Linked DNA regions of Sus scrofa: all the other regions are linked to region 2. The links are chromatin contacts, called in public Hi-C and HiChIP or PLAC-seq maps. All regions are on one chromosome and are shown on one strand. Each heading gives the region's core, a stretch centred on a gene start, on an enhancer-like site or on the middle of the called end of the contact. The rest is flanking DNA. Distances are from core to core; before and after follow the strand shown. Region 1 has its middle 77 kb from the start of SYK. Region 2 has its middle 190 kb from the start of NFIL3. Region 3 has its middle 170 kb from the start of SYK.

The links. Hi-C and Micro-C count contacts between places; a contact is called where the count stands out from the background. HiChIP or PLAC-seq counts read pairs in DNA pulled down with a chosen protein or histone mark.
Region 1: a Hi-C map of omental adipose tissue shows a contact between it and region 2, with 5 times the contacts expected there. The contact joins two enhancer-like sites. A contact is called at or near these places in 1 of 5 promoter capture datasets (liver), 30 of 47 Hi-C or Micro-C datasets (adipose tissue, alveolar macrophages, blood and 14 more) and 2 of 2 datasets of contacts at active chromatin or transcription factors (alveolar macrophages and skeletal muscle).
Region 3: an H3K27ac HiChIP or PLAC-seq map of alveolar macrophages shows a contact between it and region 2. The contact joins two enhancer-like sites. A contact is called at or near these places in 1 of 47 Hi-C or Micro-C datasets (blood) and 1 of 2 datasets of contacts at active chromatin or transcription factors (alveolar macrophages).

The regions. Positions count from the first base shown.
Region 1 is chr14:2,179,028-2,181,727 of Sscrofa11.1, forward strand. No RefSeq gene overlaps it. Among named protein-coding and RNA genes, the nearest start is that of SYK, 77 kb to the left of the region's middle. Within about 2 kb of position 1,429, at least 4 of the 83 cell types and tissues checked have an H3K27ac peak or open chromatin away from gene starts, as enhancers often do. A contact at or near this core is called in omental adipose tissue, where this site is marked.
Region 2 is chr14:2,790,988-2,793,687 of Sscrofa11.1, forward strand. No RefSeq gene overlaps it. Among named protein-coding and RNA genes, the nearest start is that of NFIL3, 190 kb to the left of the region's middle. Within about 2 kb of position 1,289, at least 13 of the 83 cell types and tissues checked have an H3K27ac peak or open chromatin away from gene starts, as enhancers often do. A contact at or near this core is called in alveolar macrophages and omental adipose tissue, where this site is marked.
Region 3 is chr14:2,276,240-2,278,939 of Sscrofa11.1, forward strand. No RefSeq gene overlaps it. Among named protein-coding and RNA genes, the nearest start is that of SYK, 170 kb to the left of the region's middle. Within about 2 kb of position 1,317, at least 12 of the 83 cell types and tissues checked have an H3K27ac peak or open chromatin away from gene starts, as enhancers often do. A contact at or near this core is called in alveolar macrophages, where this site is marked.

The sequences.
Region 1 (2,700 bases), core at 179-2,678, 610 kb before region 2:
ATGATTGTCTGTGCCAGGTTTTTTCATTTGTAAAATAAAAGCCTCAGGTAGCTCAGTGGTTTTCAACCCTCTTTAGCTTTGGTACATGGTGTCAAATGAACACTTATTTGTGGAAGCAGAGTGTGACATGTGTAAATGGCGATGGTGTGACAAAATTTGTAGCAAGTGCCAGCCCTAGAGGCACCACATTGGAGCTCCCTTCTGTAACTCCACCTCAAGGTGGACTTGGGTGGGACTCCTGAGCCAGATGACCCAGCAGCCGTGACCAGACCTGGTGGTGCAGATGGTCATTTCTTTCTTTTCTTTTTTTTTTTTTTTTTTTTTGTCTTTTTAGGGCCGCACCTGTGGCATATGGAGGTTCCCAGGCTAGGGCTTGAAGCTGCTGTCCTACACCACAGCCACAGCAACAGCAACGTGGGATCAGAGCCGGGTCTGTGACCTACACCACGGTTCATAGCAATGCCGGATCCTTAACCCACTGAGTGAGGCCAGGGATCGAACCCGTATCCTCATGGATGCTTGTCAAGTTTGTTAACTGCTAAGCCACGATGAGAACTCCCAGATGGTCACTAATTGAAATCTTGTATGATCCCTTGTGGAGAACAATAGCCAGACTTGAAATCTGCGAAATCCCTTCCCACACCTTCCTTCTGGCTTGGTTCTAGAAATGGAAACATCCCCCGGCAGATACACTTGCAGTGACTTGAACACCATTGCACGTTGGATGAGAACGCACCTCCCATCAGCAGCTTCCAGATAATGTCCTGACAAGGAGAGTTGGTCCCCAGGGAACACAAAATTCAGTCTCTTTCCTTTAAGTGGACCTCCTGATTTCAAAGGGATCCCTTCCAGAAAAGACTGGGCTAAGCTCCAAGCGTGGCCTCTGCGTGTAATATCAAAGTAGACGCTATAAATCAGGAAATTCACAACATTCGATCGTAAAAGAGCAAAATGGCCTTTTTGGCTTGACCCCAGGCTGCTCTTTCCCGGCCGCCACGCCGAGCAAATTCTAGGTAGGATGCAGTTATGTGGACCTGCAGCCCAGTTTCTGGTCTAGAAATAAGTCAAAGTGTCAATGGGGAAATACCTGCTCTTCTTAAAATAGGTCCGTGTGTCTCAGTGTTGTTTTTTTTTTTCCCTTAAGTTCACTTGAGATTCGGCAAGAGAAATGAGGACGTGAAAGTTTTGAATTGGTTTGTCCTCTTTTATCTCAAAGAGAATGGTTCTTTTTTTAAAAGGGTTTCTGGAAGGGAAATTGAACGCATGCCTCTTAAGAGGTTAGTTTTACACGGATCAAACTAATAACGACAACCACAACAACAGTAAATCCTGGATCAGAACCTCAGAAGAAGGTGGCCACTGGAAGCCCCTTTCCTTGGCTCCAGGAGGTTTTCAGTTCTCATCCTCTCCCAGGATCCTCCTCCTAGAACCCTGGGACCGGAGGGTGCCCCTCAAGTCTCTGCGTCTTTATATACTCCGGCATCGTTGTCTTTCTGCGTGCATTCTGGAAGAACCCTGGATCTTGAACATTAAGGGCCAAAGGGCTCCTGGGGGGTTCCGCTCTTTGGGACAATCGAAAGGAAAATGTTGAAAACAGCGACAATGATATTTTTCTTTTTGTTTTCCCTTTTGTCAGCCAGCTCAAAACCCTGATCCCTCTGTGGGGAACATTTGGGGTTCCACCGCAGCCTGCCCTGGCCATCCCCTCCTCTGCCCAGCTTGTGCCTTACAGCTCGCGGAGAGGAAACACAGACCAGAACACCAAGCAGGAGGGAAGCGCCAGTGGACGAGGAAAGTAGTGTTTTTAAGGGCCTCATCTTTCCAAAAGCCCACAGTGGTTGTCCGATCTGCTGGCCCCATGAGAGATGCAGTTCTTGTTTTTTCTTTTTTAGGGCCACACCTGGGGTTTATGGAAGTTCCCAGGCTAGGGGTGGAATAAGAGATGCAGCTGCAATCTACACCACAGCCACAGCGACACTAGATCCGAGCTGCATCTGCAACCTATGTTGCAGCTTGAGGCAATACTGGATCCTTAACCCACTGAGTGAGGCCAGGGATTGAGCTTGCATCCTCACGGGGACGCTATGTCAGGTTCTTAAATCTGAGACACACACACACACACAAAGGGAGCACATTTCCTAAGTGCATGGTTTGTGGAAGTCGCGCTAACAGTTTGACCCATGCATCCAGCCCCAGGACAAGTGAGAAGCACCAGGGAAGGATCATAAGGTTACAGCCAGCCCTGGGGCCATCATCATGCTGACTTCTAACAGCAGAGCTTAGTTTCTCTTGATTTTGTTCTTTGCGTAAATGGAATCACACAGTCTGTACTTTCTGTCCAGCTTCTGCGGCTCATGTTACATTTGCAAGTTTCTCCTCCGTGTTGTTTCATGAGCTTGTAGATCACCGTGTCCTCATTCCAGAAGGCGCTCCCTTGCTGGGAAGGGTGGGAATGCAAGGTGATGTATGAGTTTCTTCCTCTGCTGATGGGTGCTTGAGTGCTCACTCCCACTCGCTGGGGTGAAAGGCCCGGTGCTTTCAAGAGTACTTTCAGGTTGACTCAGCTGCTATTGTCTAAAGAATTTAAGAAACTAACCAAACCTGACCCCATTAAATGTATGATTCTCTCAGTACAGGAGGGGAATAAAAGCCACTTCTGGATCCCTGGATCACGGCCCCTTTCCCTCTTTCTCTGGGGCA
Region 2 (2,700 bases), core at 39-2,538:
CAGATCTGTTTTGCCTAGACTTGGTATAAACTACAGAAACTTACATTTCAATTCCTATTGGCTTAAGTCGGATACCAATTTATCTATAGGGTTAGTTTTTTGTTTTGTTTTGTTTTTCTGTTTGTTTGTTTAGGGCTACACCTGTGGCATATGGAAGTTCCCAGCCTACGGGCTGAATAGGAATTTCACCTGCCGGCCACCGCCACATTCACAGCAACCTCAGATCTACCACCTACACCACAGCTCATGGCAATGCTGGATCCTTAACCCACTGAGCAGGGCCAGGGATCAAACCCGTGTCCTATGGATACTAGTCGGGTTTGTTACCACTGAGCCACAATGGGAACTCTTAATAGGGTTAGTTCTTTGCAATGGCATAGAAATGACTTAAAATGGCAGGGACCCCCATGACACCTTCCGCCACCTGCCTCTTCATACCCTTCTCCTTCACCACCTAGTTCCCCAAGGGTGCAAGCACCCACTACTAATCCCTGCCCACCTTTCTTCCACATCAGGGGGGATGAGACAACAGATATGAACATCTATGCCAGGGGGCCGCACAGTTCCTTAGACTGCACTGTCCAAAACGAGCTTTGAGCTCACATCTGCTGCCGTGTGTTTTCCTCTTGTTGACCATACAAAGGAAATAAGCCGTAACAACAAAAGTTACCCTAGGGGCGTCTCTGTCCCCCTTCTTTCCTTCCAGTGCTTGTGTCGGAGACAAGGCCTGTCTAGCACCCAGGTGGGAGCAGCCTCGGGTGTTAAATCAACCCCCAATCCTTCCCTTTTTCAGAATGTTTTGCTCTCTGGATCCGTTTTCTCTTCTTTGTGAGAGGCATAATAAAAGTACCTCCCTCCTAAGGATGTTATGAAACTAATGAGGCAAGGTAAGTCATTTAAAGTCACAGAGTAAGTACTTCTCAAGTGCGAAATCCCATCCCAGTTACCTTCATTTACTGGGAAAATAGCAGATTTGTTATAAGAGAGAGAGAGAAAGAAAGAAAGAAAAAAAAAAAAAAAAAGGCTTTCAGCTTTTCCTATTTCCCTAGGGGTTGGCACAGAGGTTTCTAAATCGCTATTAGAAATTAAGTATGGGCAAGCACTTCTCTTCACACTAAATAATTCACAGATGAAGAATCGGCCGTAATGAGACCACCCATCTGTATTAATAGTGAGAAAATAAGCTCTCCAAAGAGCCAAAGATGCCAGGAGTAAATACAGGCATTTGTAAGGAGTAGAGGAAAACCAGACAGTTGACAAGAACTCAAGCGCCACCTACAGTCCATAGAGGGAAGCGCATCTGACAGAAGAAGCCAGAAAGGCAAAGAGACCTCAGGTCTCGCTTAGCTTCACAAACTGAAATTCCTGCAGAGGGAAGCAATCAGTATAAAGAGAATCTCAGTCATTTTACTAAAATTTTAGACGGATAGGTGGTATACAGATAGATGGTAGATAGACTGATAGAGAATAGATAGATGATAGATGTATGTGTGCATATGTGTGTGTGTGTGTGTGTGTGTGTTTTAAAATATGTTTTTAGTAGAGAAGACCTGCCCCCAGCACTGCCACTCAATCTCTGTCCAACCTTGGGCAGCAATTAAACTCTCCAGGGCATCAGCATCAGCTTCCCCACTTGTAAAATGAAGGTGACACCACTTGTTTAACAAGGCTATTTGAATGATTCAGGGAGATGACGTAGACAAAATACTTACAACAGAGACTGAGACAGAGAATGAGGTAACAATAAAAAGAATATGCTGATAAACGTTTGTTCATTTGCTTAGTTACTCAACAAATATGCACTGAGCGTGCCGTGTGCCAGGCCCTCGCTGGCAAGAGCCAGCCTCTCCCTCTTCAAGCTCTCGGCTTGTGTTCTGACTTTGAGAGCACATAGAATGCAAGCAAAAAAAGTAGAAATGCTATATGTTTTAGAACCACTTTTAAGCTGGGAGAGAGTTAATATAAACATTCTCATACCTCTTATCTGGAGAAACACAAACTCAGTGGAATTGGTTGGAACATTCCAGCCAACTTAGGCATTAGCCAGAGAAGAGACTTCTAGGAAGAATCTGTAAGTTATGTATTAGTTTTCTTTTCTTTTTTTTTTTTTCTTTTGACTTTCCTGGATCCTTTAAAACTCTATTTTCTCCCAAGTACCTCTTATTTTAAATTCCTATTACACATTTTCACTGCCTTCTCCTCACCACCCACATCAAAGTCAAATATCTCTTTTTCACTGCTGTTCCTTTGTTCCTGCCTACGTCATTCCACTCCTTCCTGCTACCTGCTTTTCTATGTCTCCTTTCATTTTATTTTTTTTTAATTTTTTATTAAAGTATAATTGATTTACAACGTTGTGTCAATTTCTGCTGTACAGCAAAGTGACCCAGTCACATATATACATGTACATTCTTCTTCTCATATTATCTTCCATCATGTTCTATCCCAAGAGATAGGATATAGTTCCCTGTGCTATACTGTAGGAGTGTAGTCATTTTCTAATGCTACCTTGCAACTACCGGCTAACTACATGGCAGCTTAAGACAGCACACACTTATTTTATCACAGTTTTCTCTGGGCCCAGAGTCCAGGTGCTCTGAACTGAGCCCTTGCCTAGAGTCACCAGCTATAGTCAAGATGTCGACCTGGGACAAGTTCTCATCAAATGCTTGATTGGGGAAGCTTCCTTGGGCTGTTGGC
Region 3 (2,700 bases), core at 67-2,566, 510 kb before region 2:
ATGGGGGGCTAATAAATGTAGGTGCCTTTAGGTCTAAAGGAGCAAGGTGAGGGAGAGGTCAATGGGAACAAGGCTTGGTGGCACATTTCTTTTTAATGCTGATTATCTAGTTGTAACACAGTTTATTTAACCTGAAAGACATCTCAGTTGCTTCCAAGTTTGGACAGTGATAAATATAGTTATGTTATATTGCTATAAACATCTATGTGCAGCTTTTTGTGTAGAAAGAAGTTTTCAACTTCTTTGGCTAAATACTGAGGAGTGTTATGACTGGATCATATGGTAAGAGTATATTTAATTTTGTAAGAAACTGCCCAACTATTTTCCAAAAAGGCTGCACCATTTTGCATTCCCACAAGTAAGGGATAAGAGTTCCTGTTGGAGGAGTTCCCCTCATGGTGCAATGGAAATGAATCCGACTAGGAAGCATGAGGTTGCAGGTTCGATCCCTGGCCTCCATCACTGGGTTAAGGATCTGGTGTTGCTGTGAGCTGTGGTGTAGGTCACAGATGCAGCTCAGATCTGGCATTGCTATGGCTGTAGTGCAGGCTTGCAGCTGTAGCTCCAGTTCAACCCCTAGCCTGGGAATCTCCCTATGCCGCAGGTGTGGCCCTAAAAAGATTTAAAAAAAAAAAAAAAAAGAGTTCCTGTTAGAAACAAAAAGAATTTTTTTTTTTTTTTTTTTTAGGTTCAAATTACCATCAGGAGAAAAACAGTGAGCTGAGCGGCAGGGTCATTCTGATAGGGCTTTTAAAGCATTTTAAATTCCAGAGATGAAGTGGGCCAGGGAGGCTCAGAGAATTTTCAGGTTATTTTTTGTTGTTGTTCACCTATGAGCCTCTTGCAAAACTAAAAATGAATAATAAACAGATGAGAAAAGTTCTGCTCCCAACAGTAATGAAAGAAACACAAGTTGAAAAACAATGAGACAGCATTTCTCAACTCTTAGATCAGCAAAGAGTAAAAAATGATAACATTTGGGCTTTTCAGGGACAAAAAAAAGCTGATGGTATGATAAAAATGTTATAAGATTCTTAGGAAAAAAAAAAAAAAGGTGGCAAAACCCAATAACTCCCTTCGTTAAGACATGTATCCTAAATAAGTCATCCACTTGTACGGGGGTGGGGGGGAGCTATTAAAATTGCCTGCACACATCCTGCTCTCTTCTCCTTTGGGCTCGTCAAAGGTTACAAACCACCTCCTTGGCTGGGAGCCAAGGCTGTGAACGGAAGTGATGAGTTTCACTTCCCTGCTCAACGCAGAAGGCCAGGGGGAGCTCCCCATTCACTTTGTGCCCTGCCGAACCCTGGAAGGCTGGTGGCAGTGCTGGTGTTGCTTTTGCCTCTAGGACAGAGTGACTTTGTGGAATGGAGCTCCTGGCCAGCCTTGGTTCCATTTAAAAGTGAACAAGAAACAACATTTTGCTACCTTAAGCCACTGAGATTTTGAGGTTATTGTTAACTCAAGCCTAGATGGTCCTGACATCTAAAAACTTGTATCAAATGAGATTCCTCGTAGCTTTACATTATAATAGTATAATTTTAGCCACAACTTAAATGTCAGAAAATACATAGAGTACAGACTTGTGGTTGTCAAGGGGAAGGAGAAGCTGGGGAGGGATGGCTTGGGAGTTTGGGGTTAGCAGAGGCAAATTGTTATATACAGGATGGATGAAAAACAGGGTCCAACTACATAGCACAGGGAAGCATATTCAGTATCCTGTGATAGACCATAATGGGAAAGAATATGAGAAAGTATATATATACATACATATATATAACTGAATCACTTTGCTCCACAGCAGAAAGTAACACATTGTAAATCAACCATACCTCAATAAAATAATTTTTAAAAATACAAGATGGCCAAATACATGATGACCAGTGGTCCAGTATAATACTATAAAAAATATTCTATGATGCACAAAACTGGTATGTTGAGGGTCTGGGAGCCATAGGAAGAGTCTCACAATGAAATGCTGAGGAAATAAGGCAGAATATTAAACTACCCATACAGTATGCTGACACTTTTGTTTAAAACTGTTGATATAAATGCAGAGGAACAAATAAAAGACAAATATCACAACGTTAGTAGTGATCATGACAGTGAAATAACACAAAATTAATGTCCGAAACCTAAGGTTGGCCATCCAAAGGGAGCATTGAGGGCGAGCTAAAAGATGTTATTGCGTAGAACATGGAAAAGATAAGTAAGAACTCTTTTCCAAAACCGCAAGAGCAGTAAGTGGGAATCAGTAATGACTGGTTATAAGAAGAACTGTTTCATTGAGCAAGCAGACCCACTACTTGTGAAATCATTTTATGGGGCATAGTGCCAACTTACTCCTCTTTTTTTTGTTTTCTTAATTTCCACTGGCAATTATCCAAATCTCAGGTTATAGGCTTGTCAGTTATAGCTGAGGAAGAAAAACAGGCCACATGACTACTAAAACATGCAAGTGGGTGTCAGAAAATATTCTCATGGCCTCTAAATTAAAGTCAAGTCTTGACTTGGCTGTACAGCAGAAATTGACACAACATTGAACATCGGACACACTTGAAACATTTTTGAAAAGTAAAAATTAAATCTCAGAGGAGAAAAAAAGTCAAGTCTTGAGGTATGGATTAACAGCATGGACCACTTGGTTTTGTCTTCCCCAGAGATTTGAAAACGATGCCAAAGTCTGACTGTCCAGCAACA